Linked DNA regions of Sus scrofa: region 1 is linked to region 2. The links are chromatin contacts, called in public HiChIP or PLAC-seq maps. All regions are on one chromosome and are shown on one strand. The core of a region is the stretch at or near the end of the contact, and the rest is flanking DNA. Distances in the headings are between cores, read along the strand shown.

Evidence for each region. HiChIP or PLAC-seq counts read pairs in DNA pulled down with a chosen protein or histone mark.
Region 1: a contact with region 2 is called in an H3K27ac HiChIP or PLAC-seq map of alveolar macrophages. The contact joins two enhancer-like sites.

The regions. Positions count from the first base shown.
Region 1 is chr10:21,497,195-21,501,077 of Sscrofa11.1, reverse strand. The region is part of intron 2 of PTPRC (receptor-type tyrosine-protein phosphatase C); the gene reads right to left. Among named protein-coding and RNA genes, the nearest start is that of PTPRC, 16 kb to the right of the region's middle. Within about 2 kb of position 1,482, at least 14 of the 83 cell types and tissues checked have an H3K27ac peak or open chromatin away from gene starts, as enhancers often do. A contact at or near this core is called in alveolar macrophages, where this site is marked.
Region 2 is chr10:21,349,176-21,353,293 of Sscrofa11.1, reverse strand. No RefSeq gene overlaps it. Among named protein-coding and RNA genes, the nearest start is that of ATP6V1G3, 44 kb to the left of the region's middle. Within about 2 kb of position 2,058, at least 2 of the 83 cell types and tissues checked have an H3K27ac peak or open chromatin away from gene starts, as enhancers often do. A contact at or near this core is called in alveolar macrophages, where this site is marked.

The DNA.
Region 1 (3,883 bases), core at 233-2,732, 150 kb before region 2:
AAGCACTAATTTAAATAAAATTGGTTGTCCCCCCTCTAACTGCATCTCCTTGTCTAGTGCCTTTGTCTAGCTACTCCCTGATAGAGTTCTGCCAGCTTTAACAGAACTTTCTAGTCACAGGATGTGGCTGCGTCAGTTTTTATCTCCATCTGGCAGAACCTAACCAACCTATGTGAGCTCTCAGCTCCCACTTTACAGCAAGTAAACTTTCCTTGTGTGCCCCCCCTCCCTCCATCTCCATGACAAGCATTTCTTGTAAAACCATCAGTCAGTAAACTTCCTCGGGGAACTTGTAGCAACGCCTGACAAAAAAAGTAGCCCTGTGAACGCAGAGCTGCACCAGTTGCTAAACAAGTTTCTGATCTCCCTTTGTAGCTCCTGTTCTTACCCTGCCTTGTATGAGGCTTTCACATCCTACCCGCATGTATCTGGATGCACTGGGGGAAAAATAGGGATGAAGAGGGAAAGAAAGGGAAGAAAAAACATCTTTCAATTTAAAAACTAAGGATAGTAGGTGTCTATTTCTTCCATGTGCAAGGAATGAAAAGACATCTGTGACCCTTCTTGCCATGAAACACTTAATGCTTGTTCCAGCAAATCTTATCAGAAACAACATTCACAGTTGAAATTGGTCTCAGAGAGGAACCTATGATGTGCAGCAGGTCCCTATTAATCTATGAAATAATAACTGAATTGTTGGTGTGCTTTGGAGGACAACGGATTAATACACGGATAATTGTTACATAAAAAAATGGAGTTCCCATCGTGGCACAGCAGAAACAAATCCAACTAGGAACCATGAGGTTGTGGGTTCGATCCCTGACCTCACTCAGTGGACTAAGGATCTGGCATGGCCGTGAGGTGTAGGTTGCAGATGCAGCTCTGATCTAGTGTGGCTGTGGCTGTGGCTGCGGCTGTGGCCACAGCTGTTGCTCTGATTGGACCTCTAGCCTGGGAACCTCCATATGCCGCAGGTGCAGCCCTAAAAAAAAAAAAAAAAAAGATACCCCTTACAGTCAGTAAATTTTTTTATATTGCTTTGTTACATCTTCTTAAACCTTTCCAATATTTACTAACTCAGGACTACAGTAAAAATCTCACCGGTGACTATTTCTGACCTTTTAAGTCAGAAATAGTCTGGTGGGTCCTTCCTGTTGAGCCAGCCAAGAGTTAACTTGGTCCTCTAGACTTGTACAATTAATGCTGCGGGAGGAGTCCTAAAGAAATGATTTCAGCTTAACCACTGGTTCTCGAGGAAGGTGGCAAGGGCTGGCAAAGTTTGCCCTTGTAGGGACATTTGGTTGTCCTGATGGTGGGGGAGGGGAGAAGGGGTTAGGGCTGCGGCTGCATCTAGCTTTCGAAGGCCAGGGAGGTGGGTGAACCATCCTGCCATGCAAGAGGCAGCCCAGCTATCCAGCCCCAAATACCAGGCATGCTCAAGAAGAGGAACTGGATCAGCAGTTCACTTCACTGAACAGGGAACTGAGGTTTGAAGACATCGAGGGATGACCCAGCCACACACATCAGAGTCTACATCTAGGCCAAAGGAATGGGAGGTAGCGTTTAGAGTCAGAACTTGTCCCTGAAGATTTAATCTGATACTCACCTCATTTTGCCAGGTAGACGCCTACGTACCTTGTGTGGACAGGAGGAATTCTGGACCAAGATCCCTCCTTGGGGGTATAAGACAGAACAAGTCCCTAGATGTTCTTGAGTTTCAGTTTTTTCATTTGTAAAATGGATGCATTAACATAGGTGATTTCTAGAGTCTTTTTATTCCTCTAGAATTGTCTTACTGTGCAACTAATAAAGATGCCCATTCATGTAGTCTCCCTCTTCCTTTTCTCTTTCTTTTTTAACTTTTTAGGAATCCCAACCCTCCAAGAAAGAGGAAATAGTGCTACTCATTAGAACACGAGAAAACCAAACAAAATAAAACAGCATTTTGACCAAAACTCGACTCTCAGTAAGCAGTGAAGAGCCTAAGAAAATTCAAGAGCACTATCTAAAAATAAAGCAACAGGAATAAAAGAGCCCCTCACCAGTCTCTGATTTTAAGAGGAAGATGAGGTCTCCTGGTCCTTTTCTATCCTGTGCACAGATTAACTTATTTCTATCATAAACATGCAAAGATAAAGACTATAAGAATAAGAGAAAAATCAGCCATGTAGGCAGCACGGTGTTCTTACAGATGTAAATGAATTTGTTGGGCAGATCCAATCCGTTGATACATTTCCTGAGGCAAAACAAGCTCCCAAGCTATTCATGGCTCTGTCATTCATTCTCAGTTGTTTCAAATAGCAGACAAGAAAAATTACCTCGTTTTTACATTTTAATTGTCATGCTCATGCATTTCGAGGGAGAGACCAAAGTTGCTTGCTATGTTGCTCTCTACTGAAAACTAAAGAGGTCCATAGATGATTCGCAATAATTGTAAAGTAGGACAAGAGCTGGAAAGAGAGAGTTCTCGTTTCACTAAAAACAAACCTGGTACCTATAACCTGGGTGCATAAATTTTAAATGCTATTTAAATTTTAAATACATTTCTATTATAACATAAGGGAAAGGCGCTGCAGATGCCAGGCTGCTGTTTCATTCCACTAGCTAATTTTTCTTTAATGGGAAGGAGAAAAGGCAACCATTTCTTTTTTTTTTTTTCTTTCCAGTCTTTCTTTTTTGCACAAAAAGAATTTTAATCTGACCCATGTGCTATCATTATTGTTAACCTCTGGACGTTTTAACAACATTTGGATGGACCTTCAATCAATTAACAGCATAAAGGAAAACATCTGTGGCCCTAATACTTTTTAGAGTGGCTCTTAACATTGTTTTTATAAGGAATTTAAAATGTATTTAATTAGAAAAAGCCACTGAAAATCCCACAATCCACTGTGTGTTAAAACAGTAGATATTAAAATCATGTCAATTTTACTAACAACCATGAGGCCTGTGTATCTGTACGAAAAGATTATTAGAAAAGTCAGCGGAAGGAAATATTTTCCTGTCATCAAATCCAGATGTTCAGCTCATAAAATTGAGGCCTAGAATGAAAGGCAAGTTATAGTATCTGACATCCTTAGGAAGTGTTACTTTTGAGAAAATTCATGGCCAAGGAGAGCCAAAAAGGACTTTTAAATGAAGGTACACTTTTCTTTTGTTTTAAAAGAATTACAGTAGTATCTTCTACATTAAATATGGAATGGAATAAAATGATGTTATCATTTTATATGAATATACGTTCAAATACATCGGAATTAAAATAAAAGGCACATGGATTTTTTTCAGAAATGTTATATAAATACTTTGATTGAAAATATAACAAAGGCTACTCTTTGAGCAAAAAAAAAAAAATAGATCTATGATAAGCATTTTCTTTCATAAACTGACAAAACAGACACCAAAGAGTCCATTTAACCAGGGTTTGGTGGTTGCATTGATTTTTTTTTTTCTTTTCTTTAGTCCAATTCACTTTAGAAAATATAGATGTTCATAGAATAGTTTAATTATAAAATCAGAGTTCATGTTGACAGTGGCTGAGCATTCTCTCTTGCTGTATTTTTGATTTATAGATTCATATGCAAACACCTCTTGTTTCTGAAGTCAAGACCTCAACTTTTACGCCACTTCTTAAAGTGAAAAACCAAAAAAGAAGCTAATGATGACAGTAATAACAGAACTGGGTACTCTTTTATAGCTTTCCAAAAGCTTAAATAAAGGAAGTATCCCTTATATGATTTCATGTTATTACACTTTGTAAAGTGCCTTCTCATTCCTTTTCTGTAACCACCCCCTACTTGGAGATGTGACTATTAAAATTTAGTTTAAGAGAAGGCATTCTTTAAGGATGGCAAAAGAGTCATTTTGGATTCTTTGAGCATAAGGC
Region 2 (4,118 bases), core at 809-3,308:
TACCAGTTGGGTTCATTTCCGCTGAGCCACGATGGGAATTCCAAGATTATGTATTTCTGCTCTCAGAATTTGCCCTCTTTTTTTTTTTTTTGCATTTTTTTAAAGTTTTAATGAGGTAGAGGTGATTTACAATGTTGTAATCTTTTCTGCTCTACCACAAAGCGATTCAGTTACACAGACACACATCCATTCTCTTTCAGATTCTTTTCCCATGTAGATGGTCACAGAATATTGGGTACAGTTCCCTATGCTGTACAGCAGGTCGCGTTGGCCAAATATTCCATAAACCCACAGGCATATGCGCTGGCCGCTTTCTTAAATATGAGGTGGTATTTCCACTCTCAGCTGCCCTTGCTCTATAGTTGAAAAACGCTAGATTCAATTTCTCACTTCCTTGCTACTTTTTTATTTTATTTTATTTTATTTTATTTTATTTTATTTTATTTATTTTATTCTGTTGTCTTTTGTTTTACTAGGGCCACACCTGCAGCATATGGAGGTTCCCAGGCTACGGGTCTAATTGGAGCTGTAGCTGCCATCCTGTGGCCTTCAGCAATGCCAGATCCAAGCCACATCTGCAACCTATACCACAGCTCACAGAAATGCCAGATCCTTAACCCACTGGGCAAAGCCAGGGATCGAACCCTCAACCTCACGGTTCCTAGCCAGGTTCATTTCCGCTGTGCCACGACGGGAACGCCTCCTTGCTACTTCTTAGGCAGGAAGCGTTCCCAGGACTCAAACAAGGCGGCAGCCCTCCCTCCCTTTCTGCCTGCTCCAGGTGCATCATCCCCACTTTCCTCCCTCCGTTTGGTCCTGTTCTGTGCTCACGACCTGGGCCTCAGACAAAGCTCCCTCTCCCAATGGATCCTCTATGCAGTGTCCCCAGCCACCAGCCTGCTGCTCAGGGAACAGCCTCTTCTTCACCCTCTGCTATTGTATTGTATTTCTTTTTGTTTTCCCACCACAACCAGAATTCTCTATTTTTTTTTTTTTAATTTCGATTTTTAGAGCCACACTCACAGCATATGGAAGTTCCCAGGCTCGGGGTTCAATCGGAGCTGCAACTGCAGGTCTACGCCACAGCAACTCGGGATCTGAGCCCCATCTGCAACCTACACCACAGCTCAGGGCAACGCCAGATCCTTAACCCACTGAGCAAAGCCAGGGATCAAGCCCATATCCAGTATACTGGTCGAGTTCATTTTTGCTGAGCCACAACGGGAACTCCAAGAATTCTACATTCTTTATCTTCCTCCCTCCCCTCCAAAGCCCCTTCTTCCTGCCCTCTCTCCCTGCTCACAGCCTCTGGAGCCCCTCGGGTTCAGGGTGATGGGACCTGCTCCCGTGTTTTCCATCAGGACTTTTCATCCCAGAGCGTGAAGAGGGCACGGCTGCTGCTGATAACAAGCCATGGGGACGTGCTTCCGTCTTCATCGCAAGGGTTACAAACAAAGTCCCCTCCACCAGGGACTCTGTCGTCCAGCTATCCACACCCAAGCCCTCTTGACGACATTGCCACCCAACTATGGTAACCTCACTCACTCACCCTCTGCAAAGTAGAGCCCTTCCTTTCTCACCCGGGAAGTTCCTTGCAACCAGGGACGGGGGTGTCTACACCACTCCCTCCTCTGGACTGTCGCTCCTCCTCCTCTTTCTCAAGACCTCCTTCCTCCTGATGCTCTTGCTCCCAGGTCCCCAACAAACCCAGGGGCCCAGGCGGTGATCCGTTGTCTATACTCTCAGACGTGCACTCCTGCTGCAAAACTTCCCTCTCCATTTCTAGGCTGCAGCGGATAACCACTGTATGTTCATGTTCATATCATCAGGCTTGGGGTCTCTGAGGTCTGCAGGAGGAACTGGCTGGCCAGATGGTCCCTGCCATCCAGAGCAAGAGCTAGTGAGAACTGCTTCCACAGGCTTTCGAGACTCTGCTTTCCCGCTGGAGCCTCCGGTCTCAGCCACACTCTGCCCAGGAAAGATGCTGCAGCGTCCACAGCCCCCCTCACCTCCTTTTGGTGATTGTCCCATATCCCTCAGGACTTGGCTGGCACAGAAAATAAAGAAGAACCAAAAACCTGAACCAAGAGTCATGACTCATCATTGTGGAGTCTCCAGTGTCATCCTAACATTAAAAGAAAAAAAAAAAAAAAAAGAGGAAAGATAACAGCACAGACGTTAAAAGATGGATTGAATTTGTTCCAGTTACAAGTGATCTTTATTGTTTCTGAGAGAGAATTGCTTTTCTTTTCTTTTTTCTTTTTGTTTTCTTCTTTTTACAGCAGCACCTGCAGCATATGGAGGTTCCCAGGTTAGGGGTCGAATCGGAGCTGCAGCTGCCGGCCTATAGCACAGACACAGCAACACCAGATCCAAACCACATCTATGACCTATGCTGCAGCTTGCGGCAATCAGATCCTTAACCCACTGAGCAAGGCCGGGGATCAAACCCTCACAGAGACAACATCAGGTCCTTAACCCACTAAGCCACAAAGGGAACTCCAAATTCCTTTTCTAATAAGCTCATGTTACAGTAAAAATTCCTGGGTTTTCTACCTCATCTAAATGTTTCTTGATATTGTGGTGAATTGCTAAGATGTAAATATGACCTCCCCAAAACAATATTATCCTGTGATAATACATGATTTTTGATAAACTCATTTTTTAGTAATACTACATATTAGACAACAAAAATTGAACCTGCAAAGTTTTTTAGTGCTTATCATTTAATAACAGTTTCCTTAATTTGGCAGCAATTATTAAGGCTTCAATAAAATGCTAAATCAGGAATTTAAAGATATTAGAATTGTACAAAATTTGAATGATTTCTACTTGGTACCGTAATTTTGGCAGTTATTTTATGTGTGCTTTTGTGGGACTTTGTCATTTTCTATTGTTAGATAACTGGAATTACCATTTTAGTGGGAAAATATTGTGAATAAAAACAGTATTTGAGAAGGACTTATCTTCAAGAGTCTGAATTCTAAATAGAAGGTGTAGAAAAATCTTACATTTAGCTAATATTTGTCTTAATAATCTCAGTATGGAAAATTGTGAATCAGGACTAGATTGAGTACTGGGAGAAAAAAACACAAAAGTGTTGAGGAATTTTGAATAATATTACAGAGCTTTAATCGGTTATTAATCAGAATAGATAGAAATAAGATAAAGATTATTTGAAACCGGAGTTCCCGTCATGGCTCAGTGGTTAATGAATCCGACTAGGAACCATGAGGTTGCAGGTTCAATCCCTGGCTTTGCTCAGTGGGTTAAGGATCTGGTGTTGCCATGAGCTGTGGTATAGGTTGGATCCTGAGTTGCTGTGGCTCTGGCGTAGGCCGGTGGCTACAGCTCTAGTTGGACCCCTAGCCTGGGAACCTCCACATGCCATATGTATGGCCCTGGAAAGACAAAAAGACAAAAAAAAAAAAACAAAAAAAAAACCAAAGATTACCTGAAACCAATATAATATTGTAAATCCACTATACCTTAATTAAAAAAAAAAATGCTGATTCCACACAGGCATCAACAGGTATTATTGCTGAGAAAGCCAAGGAAATACTTAGCAGGCTTAATAATGAAAGAGGTGGCATGCTTAAACAAACACTTCAGGAGTTCCCATTGTGGTGCAGCAGAAATGAATCCAACTAGGAACAGTGAGTACTTGGTTCGATCCCTGGCCTCACTCAGTGGGTTAAGGATCCAGCGTTGCCATGAGCTGTGGTGGAGGTCGCAGACACAGCTCGGATCTGGCATTGCTGTTGCTGTAGCATAGGCTGGCAGCAAAAGCTCCAATTTGACCCCTAGCCTGGAAACTTCCTTATGCCACAGGTACAGCCCCAAAAAGCAAAACAAGCAAACAAACACTTCAAGGTTAAGGAGGTTTGGGAGGGAAGGAATAACACATACCCACTACTGTAAAAAATAGATGATTAAGAACCTACTGTAGAGCACAGGAAAATCAATTCAATGTCTGTAATAACCGATATGAGAAAAAATAATGGATATATTTATCTGTATAAGATGCATTCCATTGTACACCTGAAACTAATACAACCCTGTAAGTCAACTACACGCCAAAAAAAAACTTTTTAAGCAAATAAATAAACTGAAATTCC